Regions from separate parts of the Rattus norvegicus genome. Here region 1 is linked to region 2. Evidence: chromatin contacts called from public Hi-C data. All regions are on one chromosome and are shown on one strand. The core of a region is the stretch at or near the end of the contact, and the rest is flanking DNA. Distances in the headings are between cores, read along the strand shown. Region 1 has its middle 27 kb from the start of Rps28-ps5. Region 2 holds the start of Aftph (aftiphilin).

The links. A called contact is a pair of places that touch in the nucleus more often than the background predicts.
Region 1: a contact with region 2 is called in a Hi-C map of kidney, with 2.2 times the contacts expected there. The contact joins the enhancer-like site here to the promoter of Aftph in region 2. A contact is called at or near these places in 2 of 12 Hi-C or Micro-C datasets (hepatocytes and kidney).

Annotation. Positions count from the first base shown.
Region 1 is chr14:99,164,147-99,167,290 of GRCr8, forward strand. No RefSeq gene overlaps it. Among named protein-coding and RNA genes, the nearest start is that of Rps28-ps5, 27 kb to the left of the region's middle. Within about 2 kb of position 1,590, at least 22 of the 93 cell types and tissues checked have an H3K27ac peak or open chromatin away from gene starts, as enhancers often do. A contact at or near this core is called in hepatocytes and kidney, where this site is marked.
Region 2 is chr14:99,125,070-99,128,304 of GRCr8, forward strand. It overlaps Aftph (aftiphilin), which reads right to left and starts at 1,658. Exons shown (of 9, transcript NM_001305127.1): 1 at 1,637-1,658.

The sequences.
Region 1 (3,144 bases), core at 340-2,839, 39 kb after region 2:
GTTTTCCCTTTCTTTATAGGCTGGCACGTTGCGAGTGCATGAAAGTAAGATGCAAAAAGGAATATTCATAAAATCTCAAATATCTCCCAACAGAATGCTGATTAGAAAAATCAAAATAGTAATTTTATAGTAGAACCCTATCTGGCAAGTGTCACCTCAAAAAAAGTGGTCAAAGGAGACCTTGGCATCAACTGGGCAAACGGGCATATATGGCTTCCTGATGCCAAGCATGTAGAAGGGTCCAACATCATTTCTGAACTATGTCTGACAAAAATGCATACCTCGATGAATCGTGAGGAAACAAAAAGAAATCAAATGGGAACGTTCTACAAAGCATCAAGCTTTAGTAAGAACAATTAAGGACTTTAGTGAGGTGGGTTTAACTTGTCAAGTCTGATGGCATGAGTTCCGGTCGTGGGACCCACTCGGTGAAAGGAGAACCAGTTCCTACAGGATGGCCTCTGACCACCATCCCGACAGGTGCCCCTTCACACACACACACACACACACACACACACACACGAATAAATAAATGTAATTTTAGAACATCAAGGTCACAAAATACAAAAGAAGAAAATTTGCAAATTAAAGAGAAAGAAACATTACAGCTAAATATGCCTTGGTATAGGTTATGACAACAATAAGGGGTATTGGTGAAGCGGTCCTGGGCAAATTTGAACAAGTGTGGGTCTCAGATTCGTTCTCTGCTGTCTGGATGCGGCCAGCACAACGGCAGGGCTAAGTCCGAGAAAGGTGGCTTGTGCGGGGCAAGTGGCCAGAGTCCTGGGTCCTGAGACAGCTACAGTGGTGCAGTCTGCAGCAGCGCTGTGCTGTGAGCCCTTTGGCCAATGAGAAGCTGGCCAGGCAGTGGGAGGGGGTCAGAGATCCAAGGTTGTGTGCTTCTTCCGGAGAGCCCTCTCGCAAGTATTACGGCTCTGTGAAAGCAGCCAGTCTCAGATGATCCTTGGTAAAATAACTTGTTTGCTTTATTCCACGCGGACAGGGACGACATGAACCTGCGGCGGGTGAATGTTTTCTATTGGCTGAGGTTGAGATGTCGGGGACGCTCTATTTGCACGGGGCAGGACTCCAGGTGCTGCATCACGTGACTGACTGCCCTTGGTCCTCTCTGTTGGAGGTTCCACGTTTCAGAGCAGGTACAGAGACAGGGAGGGAGTGGCTCCACTCCTGCCCTCTCAGACCTATGAGAATGCCCGGCCTTGGGCACCCTCCACCTCACGAGTTCTTAAACCCGGCTGGTGGCCCGGCCCGCGTGCTCTACAAACAAGCTTTGCAGATTAGATAACACCGTGGTTTCAGCGTCAGTGTGTCGAGTTATAGCACGGCTGTATAAAAGAACGTGTATCTGCGAAGCATACACTGTAGAGGTGCAGGCCGGCGCGTCTGTCATTTATGCTCAGAGAGTTCAGGGGAAAAAAGAAAACTATACGTAGAAAGAGGAAAAGACAGAAAAAATTTTAAAGTAAATGTGGTAAAATATTAACCTTTGGGGAACTTAAGAATACTGTATGGGAGCTGGGTTTAATCCCAGTACTCAAATAGCAGAGGGACTGAGTTTGAGGCTGGCCTTGCCTACACAGTGAGTTCTTGGTCAATCAGTGATGGATCAGCCTGATTCCATCGTAAGATTAGAAACCATATGGTCACAAGGTCAAAACAGATTCATTTCTGTTTTCTGTAAAACTTAAATTTGATCATGCCTCGACCTTGAATTTGGTGTGTTCTACTCCCTGTACCCTGACCTCCACCCTATGCCCTGATAAGATGTTCTGCCAAGTAATTTTGACATATTCATCCAAATTCCTACATAATCAAAAAAAAATCCCCCAGCCCTTGGAAATCCATTAATCTTGTGGTTTTTAAAGCTATATAAACTCCAGCGTCTTCTGTGTTCACCGCTGTTGTTTCAAACCCTGCTTTAGGAAGAAAGCCCTGTCTGACTGAAAATAAAGCTTGCCCAATTAGACTAAAAGATTTTGGATAAAGATCTTTACTCTTGTTTGGTGGGATTAACATCAGGGCTACATAGAGAAGCCCTGTTTCAAAAACCAAAAGGAAGATGGTGGAGGAGGAGGAGGATGGGGAGGAGGAGGAACAGGAGGAGGAGAAGAAAGAGAAGAGGAGGGGGAAAGATGAGGGGGAGGGGGAGGGAAGAGGGAGAGGCAGGGGGTGGGGAGACAGAGAGAGAAAGAGAGTCAGAGAGACAGAGAGAGAGAGAGAGACAGAGACCATATGGGAATCTTTACTTTTGCAGTCCGAATTATTTCACAATGTAAAGTTTAAAAGCATCTCATAATAACACGGCTGTTTGTTGAAGACAATGGACACATATCAAGAGCTTTCTAAGTAACCTTCAAAGCTCTTTGTGTGCATAATACCCCGTAATCTTCACACTAACCCAGAGTTATGGGTAGGCTTATCTCCAAATGAAACGGAGCAGCAGGTTAAGACAGGATGAGAAACTTGGCCAAAGAGTACTCATTAGCCATGGTAGAGACACAGCGAACCAGGGGTGTCTGATCCCTAGATACAGTTACTGAGGATGCTGGGCTCGGTGATGGGGTAGGGGGATGGGGGTGGGGTAGGGGAGATCTCAGTGACATCACAGCATACAAACATACCCAGTGGTTCTTCTGAGACTTACCACAGAAAGGCAGGTGAAAGACTAAAGTAACTTATTTCTACCTCAGACTTCGCCCTTCTTCAGGCAAGCAGGTAAGGCCTGAGACTAATTCTGGCCAGTAGAGGTGAGGTGACCCATTGTGGCGAAGGTCAAGCATGTAGGGGTCAAAGTGCTTTCCCCAAGCTCTGGCTTCCCCTTCTAGTGCATGAGTTGAAGTGGAGAAGCCTCAGCCTGGAAAGCACCGCTTCCTGGACCCTGGAGTCTTGGCAAGGTGGAAAGAGGCCTGAAGACCCTCCTGCTCCTGGATTTTGTATGAGTTGAAGTAAATCTGCTAATCGAAACTCTTGAGATGTGCATGCCAACTGAGGAACAGATCCTAACCTCGCTACATGGGCAGAAGGGCCTGAAGGCCTGCAAGCACTTGAGTGGCAGCTGAAGGAGTAACTGGGGGGCGAGTCTAAGGGGAGAAACCAGGGAGGCAGAGAGGACTCTGTGTGGAT
Region 2 (3,235 bases), core at 408-2,907:
TTGAGGTGAAGGCTTGTCAATTCCTCAATGAGATGCTATTTAGGGAATTCCTTGTCTGTGAGATTTCACAAAAAATAAACCACCAGTACTCAAATTTCACTGCTTTTTGCACCTAGCTTTTTATTAACTATAAGCAGAACAGCTTAAAAATAATTTTAAAATGTTTTAGAATAGAATCACCTAGATTATGAGATTTTCATAGACAATTGGATTCTGCAAAATTTATCAATGTCATTACGGGTATATCTCTGCTTGACACGGGATTATTTTCATTGCAGCTTCTAGGTCAAAAGATCAAATAACATTAAACTCAAGTGCCCTATACATTACGAATCTTACTAAATTTATTTTCTGGAACTTTTTAATGACTTAAAAATATATCTCTAAACATCAATAGATAAATCTAATACAGACACTATATCTAATAAGAATCTAGTAAGTGCTATTTGCTGAACTAGAAATTATGATGCTGGGTCTAGCTTTTTGAGATATATCCATATATAAGGCTACCAAAGGGACTTTGTTTTAACAAATGCACTTCTGAAGAGTGTTAAAAATGATTACTACAATTGTCAAGTTTAGAACCTTATAAAATGTAGGTAAGCCAGGCTGCTTATATCAACGCATTAGAGTTGAAGCATAGTTCCCCCTAGAGTTTAGCATATATTTCTCTAATAGTCTAACAAATGTAAAATCTGATTTAAACCGTTCCACAGCACCTATCCCCACCACTATCCTCCCCCACATAAACAAAAAACCCACCTTAGAGTATAAGGTTGTACCTCGTGGGAGATATTTATGCCCTGAAGTTTGAGTAAAGTTTTACTTTTCTTAGTGAGAACTCTGAAACAGAACCATCGCTCCTTTGACGCTCCCTGCCCCCCACCCCGTTAATATTTACATGTATGAGTCAGTTCTTTCCTCAACCGCAACAGATTCAGAGGGACATCACGCTATAACTTGAATAAACCAACAAGGTGGGGGCGGTGGGAGGCACAACTAGTCTCAGTTTCCAAGGGAAAAAAAACCCACCACCGTTCACCCTCTGTCCCCGGCACCCCGCAGCACCTGCCAAGTCGGGCGCTTAAAGAATAATGGCTCAACTTTCGGACGCAATGAGGGAGAAGACGCAGATGATTTCCTGAGGAGTGCCGAAAGGTCCTCTCCGCAAGGGACACAGCTCTGGGCCGTCTCTGCCCGTTGGAGCATTCAGAGACCCTCCTAGGCGGCACACTCCTGCAGCAGCCGGCCTCGGGCCTCCGCGAGGCAGACAGTGTTTACACCTGTCACGAGGGAGGTGGGAGAAGGAGGAAGCCAAAGCGAAGCCCCAAACTTCTGCACAGCGGCCGGGAGGGGACCCCGACGCGCAGCTCGGGGCAGGTAGACGGCGTGGGGCAGGGCGGGCCACGGCGGCCCGGAGGGCACGGCTGGCTCTCCTCTGCTGAGACCGGGATGCCGAGCGCCGTACCACTCTGCTTCAGGCGCTGCCAGCAGCGTTCCGCACCCGCGGAGGAGAGCAGAGCCCGCGCCGGAGCTCGCAGGCCCGCATCCGGGCCGACGCGGGCAGGTGCTTCAGGCCGGGGAGACTAGCCCGGCCGGCTCCCTCGCACCCCGACAGAGCGGCGGCAGCACTCACCTGGCTCGTCCCGGGCGGCCGCGATGGGCATGGCTCGGCGGCCCGGGGAGGAACTGGCTCCCCGGGGAAGGACCGGTTACTCGGACGCTGAGCTGGTGAGGGCGGAAGGGGAGCTGCTCCCAGCCCTGTCAGCGCCGCGGCGCCATGGACGCCCACCCGGAGTTTCAGCGCTGCCGCGGGACCCCCATCCCACTACCCTCCGCCCTCTTCCGCCGCCGCCGCCTCCGCCTCCTCCTCCTCCGCGGAGACCCCCGCCCACTCCACACACTCTCCCATCATGCAGCGGGGAACCGCTGCTGTCGATACGTCACTTCCGGGCGCAGGTGGCTAGGTCGGGGCCCGGCGCTGGTGGGTGCCGGGGTGGGGGAGGACACTCCAGGGGAATTAGTGTCACAGAATTCTTACTTCTGCGCAGGCGCCGTCGTGTGCAACGACGTTCGCCATTTTGGGTGCGGGCAAGTTGTCTTTTTTTTCCGTACTCACTGAAGTGTGGGCTAGGGACGTCCTAACCCCCTGCCCGACCCTCTGAGGCAGCGCTCCGGGTCACAGACCCGAGCTCCTCTCAGTCCATTACTTTACCGTTGGGCCCGGGAGCGGGTTAAGTTTCGCCTTGGTGTAAAACTGCAGACGTATGGAAATACGGAACCAGATCTACTGAAAAACCGGCTGGACAACATTCAGCAGCTCGTCCTTTCTGCCCGGAAAAAAAAAAAGACTTTTTCATTCCCTTCCTCTTTATGTAAGCCAACAAAAGAGGAAGCTGTTATTTAACAAACGAGAAGTGATTGTCCTACTTAAGAAGTCAGCAGGCAAACTAATGGTCTTCCACAAAATCAGTCCAGAATTGTGCAGGTGTTTGGAGAAGATGATCGTTTTCATACATCTTTCAAATCAACTTGTGCATTTGAGCGATTCTATACAATAGAGGTCATAAGAGAGAGAGAGGTTTTGTTTCCATCAGTCCAGAGCAGTTGGTCTTTATGTTTTATAACCTTTCCCGGTCCTTTATTATGACTGTTAGAACCCATTCCACTGTAAAACTCAGACTACAAGGCTGCAGGGTTATTATTTCCGTCTCAGATGGTGAACCCTGGACTCTTACCCTATAAACCGTGAGCCCTGCCGGGTCCTCTTTCTGCCCACGCTGAATTATTTAAAATAATTCCAAAACCGCAAAGCTCAGCAGTAAGCCAGACACAAGGACTGAAAACACCCGTCATCTCAGAGAACTGTCCACCCTTTGACTGGAGGAATTATAGTCGTTGGGAAAGATAAGGACAATAGCAATTCATTACGGTTTATCCCGCCTCTGCAATGTTCTAGACAAATTAACTTGAAGAACTAAAATAGACCCTCATTTGTCTCCTCACAATTCAGTCATTGCAAGATAAGGGAGACTGCATTACTGCTTTGTGGTTATGCTGAATGTTTTTGTTATTGCCCAGTCACTGAAGTGAGAAAAATCTATATGGCTTGTCAAATGTATTCCTTTTGTATTTCGCCCCCTGCTGGTGTAGCTCGTGTGCAAATTAAAAAGAAAATTGTATGTCACTGTAAAACATGTTTATTGTCCAGAATGAAAGTCAAACAAAACAAAAC